2 separate regions of the Capra hircus genome follow, and region 1 is linked to region 2. The links are chromatin contacts, called in public Hi-C maps. All regions are on one chromosome and are shown on one strand. The core of a region is the stretch at or near the end of the contact, and the rest is flanking DNA. Distances in the headings are between cores, read along the strand shown. Region 1 holds the start of CENPM (centromere protein M). Region 2 holds the start of CCDC134 (coiled-coil domain-containing protein 134).

The links. Hi-C and Micro-C count contacts between places; a contact is called where the count stands out from the background.
Region 1: a contact with region 2 is called in a Hi-C map of blood, with 3 times the contacts expected there. The contact joins the promoter of CENPM here to the promoter of CCDC134 in region 2. A contact is called at or near these places in 3 of 5 Hi-C or Micro-C datasets (all in blood).

The regions. Positions count from the first base shown.
Region 1 is chr5:111,889,661-111,893,611 of ARS1.2, forward strand. CENPM (centromere protein M) reads right to left here and starts at 1,504. Exons shown (of 6, transcript XM_005681122.3): 1 at 1,368-1,504; 2 at 812-891. The coding sequence starts at 1,424.
Region 2 is chr5:111,748,989-111,752,758 of ARS1.2, forward strand. It overlaps CCDC134 (coiled-coil domain-containing protein 134), which reads left to right and starts at 1,728. Exons shown (of 9, transcript XR_001918132.1): 1 at 1,728-1,868; 2 at 3,308-3,426.

The sequences.
Region 1 (3,951 bases), core at 254-2,753, 140 kb after region 2:
TTAGATTTGGATCATTTAACATAGACCCTTGGAGCTTGTCTTTCAGTCGGGGAGAATGACACCCACACATATTCAGTCACTTGACTCCTGCCAGCAGCTGTTTCTACTCCCTATCAGTTAGAAAAAGGAAAGCAAAATATACTTTAGTCACCTTTTCTCCAAATTTGGGGAATATCTGAGTAACTAACTGTTCTGGGCCAAGTACTGCTCAAGGCAGTGGGGCTTCCTCACCAGCCAGCAAAAGTGAAAGTCCCTGCCCTCAACGGGCTAACCTTGGGGTGCCTTGGGGTGGCAGACTGGAAACAAGTAAACAAACATGCGAACAAGGAAATTTCTTTTTTATTTAAAAACAACAACAACAAGCTCTGGCCAGTTTTATTAAAGAAAAATTGTACATGGTTTACTTTTCACCAGTCTGTTCTGGCATGCTTCTAATAATATCAGAATCACCTGGATCAATGATAGCCAGTGTGCGTACTCTAGTATTTTCCACATGCTGTGCCCAATTCAATATTATTGCCACTGTAGTGATGGACATCGGTTTTGGCCAACGTGGCATAATATGGAAATTTCTTTATAGTAACAAGTGTTAGAGCGAAACAGAAAAGCTGGCGTGACAGAGAAGTGACGGAGGACGCTTCACACGGACAGATCGCGCGTCAGGACGGAGGCTCCGAGCCGTGGGTCCAAGCTCGCCCCGCCTGCGCCAGCCTCTCTGGCCTTCCGCTCCACCCATATCCACTCCACCCCGCTCCCCGCTCTCCCCTGCGCCCAGGCCAGCGATCGGACATCTCCAGCGCAGGCTACTTACACCTTCAGCTCTGAGGTGCAGTCCTCCTTGAGCATCGAATCGGCCAGTTGCTGCAGAAGAGCATCCTCCGTGCCCACCAGCTGCCCAGAGAGAGAAGGCGGCCAGTGGATCCCTGGATACAGCAGCCCCGCCGCTGGGCCCGGACAGCCGCGACCCCCGGAGCGCGCGAGGCACTCTTTACCGAGTGCCTCTTTACTCTTTACTACGGCAGGCATTGGTGAGGGTCTGAGGTGTGCACCCGCTCCAGTTCCCCTCACTACCCGCCCCCCTCGCCCCTGAACCCTCCCTGAGACAGCCTCGTTTCTACCGGAGGCCTGACACGGATACAGGGGGAAAACCACAACCGCGTCTTGGACCACCTGCATCCACCCTGCGCGCGGGCTCCCGCCGTCAAGAGGGCAGCTAACTCTGATTGGTTCAGAAGGGGCTCTCCCGCCCACCACACTCCCGCCGGAGCAGCCCGGGCCAGAATCTCAGAACGCCGCAGAGGGCCTGGCCGCTGAAGCGCGGCCCAGGAGGAAAGGCGGGCGCGGGAATCGGGGCTGCTGATGCCTACCAAGATGGTGGCCGTGTTCAGGCCAGGCAGCCTGTCCAGCGGCCGTAACACCGACATCCCCGCTGACTGACGGAACTGCGGGTCTCAGGGTGCGCGCCGGGCTTTCAAATAGCCCTCTGGCTCTTCCCTAGTGCGTAAGCGCGGGACACGTGACGCTATCGGGCGGGGCTTCCTGTGGGGCGGGGCCAGACAGGGCCTTCTTAAAGGAGACAATACCATTTTTCCTTTTAAAAAATTTATCCTTTATTGGGGGATAGCCGATTAACAAACAATGTTGTGATAGTTTCAGGTGAACAGAGAAGGGACTCAGCCATAGAAACACATGTATCCATTCCGCCCCGCCCCCCCACCAAACCCTGCTCCCCTCCAGGCTGTCATATAACATTGAGCTGAGTTCCATGTGCTAGACAGTAGGTCCTTTCTCAGGGGAAGTTTTCCACGGCTGCCCCTAGGCACCAAAGGTGCTGCCTGCGAGACAGGACTTTTATTTCACTCCTGGGAGAAAGACAGTATTCAGTGATTTGTTTATTCATTTTTCCTTCACTCATGGTCATTCCAGGTGCTCTTGTTCAGTCGCTCAGTCAGTTCAGTTCAGTCGCTCAGTCGTGTCCAACTCCTTGCGACCCCATGGACTGCAGCACACCAGGCCTCCCTGTCCATCACTAACTCCCGGAGTTTACTCAAAGTCATGTCCGTTGTGTGATGCCATCCAACCATCTCATTCTCTGTCGTCCCCTTTTTCTCCCGCCTTCAATCTTTCCCAGCATCAGGGTCTTTTCAAATGAGTCAGTTCTTCGCATCAGATGGCCAAAGTATTAGAGTTTCAGCTTCAGCATCAGCCCTTCCAATGAATATTCAGGACTGTTTAGTCACTAAATCATTTTTAACTCTTTGCAACCCCATGGACTGCAGCATGCCAGGCTTCCCTGTCCTTCACAGTCTCTTGGAGCTTGCTCAAACTCACGTCCATTGAGTCGGTGATGCCATCCAACCATCTCATCCTCTGCTGCCTCCTTCTCCTCTTGCCCTCAATCTTTCCCAGCGTCAGTCTTTTCCTATGAGGCAGCTCTTCACATCAGGTGGCCAAAGTATTGGAGCTTCAGTTTCAACTTCAGTCTTTCCAATGAATATTCATGGTTGATTTCCTTTAGGATTGACAGGTTTGATCTCCTTACTGTCCAAGGGACTCTCAAGAGTCTTCTCCAACACCATGGTCGAAAGCATTGGTTCTTCAGCACTCAGCCTTTTTTATGGTTCCAACTCTCATATCCATACATACTACCGGAAAAACCATAACTTTGACTATATGGAACCTTTCCTGGCAAGTGATGTCTCTCTTTTTTAATAAGGTAAATTTGTCTCTTCCAGCTCAGTTGACTCATTCCTTGTAGCTGCTCAGAACAAAATCTTGGGTCATTCTTGGCTCCTTTTCTCTGCACCTCACAGCCAATTTCTGGTTCTGTTCTTAAAATGCATCCAGAAGCTGACCATTTCTCACCACTTCCACCCCCCAATCAGGAGAAGATGCTGGTATCTCTCATTGAGTCTACTGTAATAGACTTCTCACAGGCTCCCTGTGTCCACACTGATCTCCAGGGCTACTGGCTAGTCTCATACAGCAATCAGAGTCTTCCTTTTGAATAAGAAATCAGAGCAGGCCACTTTTCTGGTCAAAACCCACTGGTAGTCACCCTCTCACTCAGAGTACATTGCAAACACCTTACATGACCTTTGAGGCTCTGTGTGTTCTGGCCCTTGATGGACTCCCCAGCCTCATCTTCTGTCTTTCTCTCTTTAACACCTGCTCCCAGGGGCTTTCCTGGTGGCTCAACTAGTAAAAAATCCACCTGCAATGCAGAAGACCTGGGTTCTATCCTTGGGTTGGGAAGATCCCCTGAAGAAGGGAAAGGCTACCCACTTCTCTATAATCTAGTCAAGGCTATGGTTTTTACAGTGGTCAGGTATGGATGTGAGAGTTGGACGGTGAAGAAAGCTGAGTGCCGAAGAATTGATGCTTTTGAATTGTGGTGTTGGAGAAGACTCTTGAGAGTCCCTTGGACTGCAAGGAGATCCAACCAGTCCATCCTAAAGGAGATCAATCCTGGGTGTTCATTGGAAGGATTGATGCTGAAGTTGAAACTCCAATACTTTGGCCACCTCATGTGAAGAATTGACTCATTTGAAAAGACCCTGATGCTGGGAAGGATTGGGGGCAGGAGGAGAAGGGGATGACAGAGGATGAGATGGCTGGATGGCATCACCAACTCGATGGACATGAGTTTGGGTGAACTCCAGGAGTTGGTGATGGACAGGGAGGCCTGGCGTGCTGCAATTCATGGGGTCGCAAAGAGTCAGACACGACTGAGCGACTGAGCTGAACTGTATAGTTCATGGGGTCGCAGAGTTGGACTGAGTGACTTTCACTTCATTCACCGGGACCTTTGCCCCTGTGGTTCTGGCTGAAGTGCACTTCCAAATAGTCACCTGGCTTGTTTCCTCACTTTATTCATGTATCTGCACCAGCGTCACTGGATCAGAGGAGGCTTTCTGAACAATCTCATCTAAAATAGCGAGCGTGGGACTT
Region 2 (3,770 bases), core at 478-2,977:
CTCCAGCTGGTTCCTCAGCCAGGATGGGTGGCCTCCTCGGAGAGAGGGGGCGGACTTGCCCTTGTTAAACCGGCTGGTCGTCTCAGTTGAAGACATCAGTCAGGCTATCTCTGGGGCAGGAGAGGCAGAGAGAGGCCACATGTTTGGTGCTGCTGTGATGCAGGTGCTCTGGGATCAGTTTATCTGCTGCTTTACCTCAAGTCAAAGTGGAGAGAGGTACAATTTCCAGGCAAGGGAAGTGAGCAGGTCAGAACTTTCTAAGCCTTCCTAACTAAAGAAAGCTGTTCCAGCTCATCTCCTTCCTGGCTGAAGCAGGTCCCGTGTGTGCCTTTCACTCCTGGCTCTCCTTGGAGCGTGTATTTGTGCACCTATGTGTGCAGTTCTTCCAATGTCTGCTCTCCACAACTTCCCACTCTTGTTCTGCGCTCAGCTCACCCAGAGTGTCAGCTCCCTTACTGACTGTCCGCCAGGGCTCTCATGGAAACTCAGCCACTGTTCATTGGTGCCAAATAGTAATAGAAACTCGGAGACAGTGTTTTGGGTGAAGTAGAAAAGAGTAGCTTTTATTGTTTTGCCAGGCAAAAAGGGCCACACTGGGCTAATGCCCTCAAAACTGTGTGATTCACCCTGGAGGGGGGTAGTGAGGAATTTTACAGGCTTCAAGGGGCGGGGCATGATCCATGGACAGTTCTCAGATCGGTTGGCATCAAGATGAAGTTTCAAGTATCATCAGTTTTCTGGTTTCAGCTAGTCAATGGCCTGTGGTTCTTGTGGGCAGCAGTTTTCATTTGGTGGGGTGGGGATGGTGGTCTGCTTCCTATAAAAACAATTTAGAAATGTGTGTCAGACCTTTATATCTTCCAGGGAACTGAGAGTTCGGTGATTCTGCTGTGTGGCAGAATTATAGTCTAAACTGTTACCAGTTCCAGAAGGCAATGGCACCCCACTCCAGGCTTCTTGCCTGGAAAATCCCATAGACAGAGGAGCCTGGTAGGCTGCAGTCCATGGGGTCGCTAAGAGTCGGTCACGACTGAGCGACTTCACTTTCACTTTTCACTTTCATGCATCGGAGAAGGAAATGGCAACCCACTCGTGTTCTTGCCTGGAGAATCCCAGGGACGGGGGAGCTTGGTAGGCTGCTGTCTATGGGGTCGCACAGAATCGGACACGACTGAAGTGACTTAGCAGTCCAACAGCTGTTTGTTTGTACATCTTCACCTTTCCCAATCGTTAACGCTAGAGTCAGCGTTTTACTTCAAAAGACATGGATACCGGGTTGTACACGGTTTCGGAGCTCTCCTCGGGTCTGTACTGATGCTGTACAAAATCATAGACCAGGGAAGAACCAACGAGCTTGGTTTAGAATTTTCGTGGATTGAAGCGGCGAGCAGGGGATGTCCCACCACTGCATTGCACATTACATAGAAAAAGGGGTTAGTCACGACCCACTAAACTGATTTTGACAAATGCAGTTTGAAAAACACTCAGCTGACATAACAGTTTCAGGGAGGGCGCTAGAAAGACCGTCCGGAAGGGATCACGGCGTCAGTCAGGCTGTTTTCTCCAAACCGATCTTAACACGCGACACGTGCGCCGGCTGACCGGCAAGGTGGGCGGGACCGGAATCCCAAGGACCTCAGGCGGGGCAGATGCCTCCGCCTACTGGGCGGGGCCGGAAGTGAGGTCAAGGAGCGGCCGTCGCGGCCTGCGCTCGTTGGTCAGGAGAGGCACGGTGGGCGGGGCCAGTAATCGGCGGTCCCTGTGCTGCTACTAGCGGGCATACTATGAGAATCCACGGCTCCGCTGGTCGCTAGTAGACCCTCGAGTCGGTTGCTGCCTGACTTCTGGCCCCTGGCCTGCCTGGCCCGGTAGGTAGGGCGAGGGCCGGGGGCAAGCAGACCCCTTTGGAGGGCGGGGGGAGGGACCGAGGGCCCAAAACTGGCTGCAGGGGGTGGGGTGTGAGATTCGCGGACCTCATTGGAAAGACTCTCCTCTAGGAGCCCTAAAGGCGCGGGTGGCATCCTTGGTCTGCAAGCCCGAGTGGCCCGCTCAGAATCCACCACCAGGTCACCTCTCTCATTTCCCACTTCTTCCCCGCTTCAGTCATTACCGGCCATCTGATATTCTCTGACTCCCAAGTTTCGCCTTAACCAGGGTTTGGTTCCCTTAAGTCTGGAGTATGACGGTGGAACGTAGGGCTCTGGGTGAGCTTGAACTATTTCCTCACATTCCCTGGGCTTCAGTTGTCTGATCTGCACGGGATAGAGTTGGTTCTCCGGTTGACCTCTGTGAGAGGTCACTGTCAATAACTGAGCATCTCTCCCCTGGGTCAGGTGTCCCGGTAGAACAGTGGCCAGCTCTGAGATAGCCTGTTCATTAAGACTCTTAGTTTAACTGGAAAATCTGTGAGTGATATATAAGTGATTTGGGCAGTCACCTCATTTTTCTGTGCATTTATCTCCACGTTGTAGATGCTTCCTCTGACTGCTATTTTTAATATCACACTTTGCTGACTCCCTCTTATCCTTCTGTGCTTGTTTTACAACTTTGTTGGTTGTCTCTTAACCCTACTAGAGATAGAAGTGCCATTGTGCAGGGAATGTTGTTCCTGCTGTATTCCTGGCTCCGGAACATGAAAGTCACTCAGTAAATAGTTGGGGAATGTTGCCTAGATAGGAAGAGGTTTTGCTTGTGGTACCTGTGGTTCCTAGGAGAGTAACAGCCGTCTTACCCCAGAACTGCCTTGCCTCTCTTCCCACCCCGCACCCCTTCTTCCTTTCTGATGACGTAAGTCAGGAAAAGCAGGAAAGCCTACAAGTTTCACGTTTTGACTGCCTGGGCCTCCTGGAAGGCCAGGGAGGGAGAACTGAGGGGGAATGATGTTGACCCTCCTTCCTCAGGCACAGTGCCTCACCCAGGTCTCTGTCTCTGCAACAGGGAGATGACCTCTTTATAACCTCATTTTGCAGTGAGGAAGATGAAGCTCAGAGAGGCTGAACAGTTTGCCTTCTTTAGGTCCTGAAGTCAGGCACAGCCAGGGCTCCAGCGCAGGGTTCCAGACCTGTTCTCTGAGCATCCTTGCTGTGCTGACATTTATCTTTCTTCCTCCCATTATCCCATGTCTTCACCGTGTGTCTCTTTGTCCCTGGCCCTGGGCTAGGGACTGGGGCTTCAGGGATTCCGAAAGCTGGCTTCCCGGTATTTGGAGGCTGTGTCATGTCAGGGGAAGTTGCTTTTCAGTTCACTTTCTGTTTTATATAACACTAAGCTCTGGATCTCACCTTCTTTCACTGGGTTGCTCTCTTAGCTCCAGAGTCTTGGATATGGACCTTCTTCAGTTCCTCACCTCCCTGTCTGTCCTGCTATTGTCTGGAACAGGAGTCACAGACACCCTGAGGTCCTCCCTGGACCCGAGCCTGGAGATATGTATCCTTTGAGGTTGGAGGTATTTTAGAGGGATCTATAAATGAGGTCTCTCTATACCCACAGTTGCTTGGGGGATTCCAGGGTAAAGCAGGACCCCACCCCCTCAACCAGTAGAAATCGGGGAGAAAAAGTAATGTGCTCTAACCAGATCTTGATCAAGTCAGTTCTCTTCTGAGCCTCAGTTTTCCCATACAGATTGAGAAGGCAAGGCATATATTTCAGGACCCTGAGGACCCTGAGGATTTCACATGTACCTAGCACTTTCTGTGTGAGACCCTGGGCGGAGACCAAATCCTGGCATTTTGAGCTACCTACTAAAAAACCGGGTCTTGAAAGAGTGGAAA